Linked DNA regions of Capsicum annuum: region 1 is linked to region 2. A link is a contact called in public Hi-C data. All regions are on one chromosome and are shown on one strand. The core of a region is the stretch at or near the end of the contact, and the rest is flanking DNA. Distances in the headings are between cores, read along the strand shown. Region 1 holds the start of LOC107863746 (protein EMSY-LIKE 3). Region 2 holds the start of LOC107863748 (1-acyl-sn-glycerol-3-phosphate acyltransferase 2).

What was found. Hi-C and Micro-C count contacts between places; a contact is called where the count stands out from the background.
Region 1: a Hi-C map of leaf shows a contact between it and region 2, with 2.2 times the contacts expected there. The contact joins the promoter of LOC107863746 here to the promoter of LOC107863748 in region 2. A contact is called at or near these places in 2 of 5 Hi-C or Micro-C datasets (leaf and placenta).

What each region holds. Positions count from the first base shown.
Region 1 is chr3:68,491,855-68,494,554 of UCD10Xv1.1, reverse strand. It overlaps LOC107863746 (protein EMSY-LIKE 3), which reads right to left and starts at 1,347. Exons shown (of 9, transcript XM_016709859.2): 1 at 1,132-1,347. The coding sequence starts at 1,159.
Region 2 is chr3:68,279,258-68,281,957 of UCD10Xv1.1, reverse strand. It overlaps LOC107863748 (1-acyl-sn-glycerol-3-phosphate acyltransferase 2), which reads left to right and starts at 1,443. Exons shown (of 12, transcript XM_016709865.2): 1 at 1,443-1,722; 2 at 1,882-2,030; 3 at 2,306-2,428. The coding sequence starts at 1,950.

The DNA.
Region 1 (2,700 bases), core at 98-2,597, 210 kb before region 2:
AAATATAAAATTTCACCGAACCATAGCCAAAAACAAATTCAAAACATCTAAAGCGGAAAGGGAAAAAAACATGTCGCAACATAAAGCATTATAACAAAAGAGAAAAGCCACCAGACCATGCCCCAGTTTTCAGAGGCAATCCAGTGGAATTCACAACTAAATTTACAGAATACGAGCCCCTTTATAGGTAGGGGTGGCAATGGGGCGGGGCAGGGGCGGGGCGGATTTTTTCTAAACCCTCAAATTTAAAAACCTCCCCGCATCAACTTTAAACCCGCATAAACCCGCCCCACACTCATAACTGCGCATACCCGCCCTGCACCGCCCCACTTTTTGTTTTTTCTTTTTTGAAAAATTTGTAACTCCACTAGAAATTTGCAACTAGAAAGTATAAAAGGGCAGCCCGGTGCAACTAGAAAGTAGTAACAATCAATTTCTATTCTATCACTTTTCACTAAGAAATTGTCAGAGAGGTATCGGGTATACAAGCAATGATCAAATATCATATTTTCATTAAAATGAATAAAGAAATTAAATTTAGAGATCAATCAGTTTATCTAATTATTTAAGTCCTTGCTACACATAAATTAAATAAGCTATGCACGGCAAAGTGATTTAATAAGGAAAAAACTTTAAACTTTTGTTTGATATTTTGAGTCATAAAATTATTTTACCAATTTCAAAAAAAAAAAGTTATTAAATTGTTTATCTTTAGTGTTATACATGTCGTTAAGTATCATAAAATTTTAAATAAAAAATACATATAATTTTAGGTGGATTCACGAAAATAATACTAACTTTTAGCTTCTTTTTTTTTGTTTGAACCTGCATCTACCAGCAACCCACACCGCCTCGCATCATTTAGAAAAAAATTACTTCAACCCGTCCAGCACCCACATAGTCTAAAACCCGCACCCTCTCCGCCCCATTGTCATCCCTATTTAGAAACCTAAAATATACAACAACAGATGAAATAGAATGAGGACACATGAATAATCTTTTCTTCCTCTCGAGAAAAGCTGCCTTTGAATCTTGGAATAAGGAGTAATATTCTGAGAGCAATTCGAGAAAGTCTGTAGGGCCAAAACCCTAAATCAATCTAGACAAATATGCAAGAAATCAGGGACTTACCGCTGCTGTCTATAAGTTCACAGTCCATATACCAAGAAACTAATAACAAAACACCAGATCTTCAAACTATATTAATCAAGAAAGCTTCAGAAATCCTATGAAATGAAAAGGCTGATGGAGAAAAGATTGTTGCTTTTTTTTTTCATTTATGACCTGTGCTGATGAAACAAGCACGGTTCGACGCTCCTACGGACAATTTAGAGCTCTTTGGATTTGTTATACAACTGCGAAGAACTTTTATAAAATAAAATTTTAAAAAAATACTTTAAAAAAAAAATATTTGTTAAATTTATTAGAAAAGTATTTTTAATAATTAAATTTTGTTTAAATAATTTTTTTCAAAAAATACTTTTTGAGATAAATGATCAAAAAAGACATCTATCAATAGATTTTTATTATTAAAATCAAATTATAAAGAAAATTTATTTTAAATATCTATTATAATATTTTTAATTAATCTTTTTAAATTTAATTAAAAAGCATGTACTCTAAAATTTTTAATTAATATTTATATATATAAATACATTAAAAAATTAAATGGTGATATATTGGTCAAATAATTTAAACATTACTTAAAACATCAAACAAAAATGAATACAAAAGTCATTTCATAAATTAAATCACTATATATGAAAAAATTAACAACAAAAATAATTAGACCTTCATACATCACAAAAATTCTCAACAATTTCATCCCTAATTTTACTACGCAATGTCTCCATACTTGTAAAATATATGTCTTATATTTCTGAAGGTATACCAAAAGGTTGGTCCACTTCTTCGATCTCTGGGATGATATCTTCATTAGCATAATAGTTAAAGTCTTTTTTAATATATTTTTATGGTGTTAAAATTTACTACGAAAAGACAGTCATCATATTCATAGATATATATATATATATATATATATATATATACACACACAATATTTTAACAAATATGTCACTTTTCATGAATTATTTATTTAAAATTAAATATTCGAGAAAAAAATTATATGTGATATCAAAATACAATCTTGTAATGTGAAAAAAATTATATGTGATATCAAAATACAATCTTGTAATGTGATTCTTATATATTCTTTAGTCATCATCATCAATGATATTTTTAAATTTATTTAAAGAAAATGAGTGAAAATAAAATAATAATATATAAATCATAAAGAATTATGACATAAATATAAAATATAAATTTTTAAAAATCAATTATTAATTATATATATATATATATATATATATATACATACATATATTTGTGTGTGTGATAGGGATATTTTTGTATATTTTTTTGCTTCTACTTTTGCTTATTTTGAGAAGCAGAAATTTTCTGCTTCTTCCCTGAAGCAGAAAAACTGTTTCTACTTATTTTTAAAAGCATTTTTACAAGTTTACCGAACATCCTTTTTTTTAAGTATTTTTTTCTCAGAATAAGTACTTATTTTGGGAAATAAGCAATCCCAAACAGACTATTAAAGACCAACAAAAGAGGATTGGGTTCAAGTGTAAAAAAAAAAAAAGACAAGATTTAGGTTGCATTTATTTTTTTTAATATTCAGACGTCCGAATTTAA
Region 2 (2,700 bases), core at 194-2,693:
TAATCAACTAGTAAAGTAAAATAGAGCCAATAGAGAAAAATTGGAGATAAATCTAAACGAGTTTTATAAGCTAAACAAGTTTTATTGCTTATAAGTAGATATGAGAAATCAGATAGTCGTTTATAATATAGATAGGGCATCTATTATAATATACAATGATGGTTTATAACCAATAAGATAGTGTCACCTGTACCCTATGGTATCGTGGCCAATAACCAAATGCCACTTGTCGAGGAACCGTTGGGTGGTGCTAGCCAAATATTCTGCATCTAACACAAACTTGTCAAAAATCGTCCTTGCGTACTTAAGAGCCCTGACACATTGATTCTCTATTTGTCCTTTTGCATGCAGTTGCTATCGCTGGTGACCGTTTTCCATTTTTGCCTAGACCGAGAAAGCATTTTTCCATCTTGGTATCACTCCTAGAGGACACGATCATGGGCCGTTTCAAAATTTACCGGACCCGAGTTGACTTATATTTGCTAACCTTATTTTACCCCATACAAATTCTATCACTCTCATTTATAAGTTTAAATGAAGATATCTACTTTTATTATGTATTGCAAGATACACAATATTTTCTCACATTCTTTGATAGAACTTCCAAGTCAAGTCCTGACAATGTGGACATTAAACCAAGTATGAATTGCAACCCAAATCATGAGGTTTCATTGGTTCTCAATCTGAATTAGAGTAATAATAACATTCATTTTCCACCGACAATCGAGACTATAAACTAAGGAGAGATACCACTGTATCTTGTGAGGGCTTTTATTGGAGAAATTTATGTCATTGGAGATTTTATTTGGCCTAAAATCAAATTCCCATTTTCAAAAAAATGAAAAATAAAAATAAAAATGACAAACTAGGAATCCGTTTGACCATAGATTTTTGAAATAATTTTTGAAAAATTAAATTGTCAAATATTGTTTGACCATACAATTTAGGGACCTTGAATTAAAAGGGGCAAACAAGTTTCTCAATTAAGCAAGGTTCCTTCAAGTTTTAAAAATTTGTTAAAAGGGACAATTTATTTTTCCGAGTTTTTTAAACATTTTCGCTCCAACAATTAAAAAGGTTGTCTCAACAGCTATAGAAGTTGTTTCAATAACTATCAAAGTTGTTCGACAACTTTGATAGTTGTTGAGACAACTAATACAATTGTCGAACAACTGTCCCAGTTATTTAAACGACTTTATCTTTTTTAACTTAATAATATTATGAGACTTGGGGGCCTTTCAACTCATTTTTCTCATACAATTTAACATTATGTAACGAATTATTCAAATTTTCAAATATTAGAAAATATTAATATTTGAGCTAAATTTTAATTTTTGTGAACTTTTAAAGATAAAATAATTTTCTAAATATTATGGCCAAACATATGATAAAATTTCACCTTTACCTTCGTCAAAAAATAATTTGTAAAAAATATTTGTGAATCTTTCGCCAAAGACTAGCTAGAAAGAAAACAGAAAACTCAATACGAGGAAAGAAAAGAAAAATGTGGATAATTATTATCGTCTCTGCATATGTCGTACATGAAAACACACCTTGAAATGGGAAACATCGTTTAAAGCGGGGCACAGATAGGCAGAAGTTGAAGCAAAATAGCAAATACTAGCACAAGCAGATGCACCGCCTCCTGACACTCTCCCATAACTCATACAAATAAATACACTAACCAGTCCCATCTGTAAAAATATTCAATTTCATTTCTGGGTATGTGTGAGAAATGAAAAAAATTGTTGATAAACTATTTATTTATTATTTATTGAGAGAACCCAATTTAACAATTCGTCATTAGTATCTCTCTTCTTCCAGTTTTTTAATTAATTCCCGATTTTTCTCTGTACTGAAAAAAGATTTTTTCATCTACAGATTACTTTTCTTGTGGGATTGCTTTTTTTTTTTTTTTCTATTTTTTTTTATTTTGGGAGTGTTAGTCTATGGCGATTGCTGCTGCAGCTGTTATCGTTCCGTTGGGCGTTCTCTTTTTCATTTCGGGTCTTGTAATCAATCTTATTCAGGTAATTCTTCTCCCAAGATTTGGGTTTATTTTATTTTTCTTTTTTTTTTCCAATTTGATTTGCTCGTACAACAACCCCGAAGTTATAAATCGGAAATATTTATTTATTCGCCTCCATTTTTGAGTATGCTGGAATGTAATTAAGCAATTTATTTAGTTCTCTGGGTTCGACTCTGATCTTTTGAGTTTTTATTTTTTCTGGAATCTTGGTTTGTTGACTGCCTCTTATGATTTATATACTAATGCGAAATTGATGGACTATTGAATCATACGCAGGCTACTTGTTTTGTCCTCGTACGGCCAATTTCCAAGAGCACATACAGGAGAATCAATAGAATCCTTGCGGAGCTCTTATGGCTGGAACTCGTGTGGATAGTTGATTGGTGGGCATGTGTAAAGGTAATGGCACTTAGGATATGTATAATTTTTTATATGTCTTCTCAATCATTTGGAAGCAAGCTGATTCCCGGTGGCGTATGCGCTAGCTTATGATTCCCTGTTGTCACATGCCCTTCCCTCTACAAGAAAAGAAAAATGGGGACAAAATAATAAAAGAATACAAAGCAAAAGAGTGGAAGAGGAACAAGCTAGTGGAAGAGGAACAAGCTATGTTCTCTTGTTGGTATGATCTCATTACGACCTGTATATGATGTCTCAAGAATATGAAATTG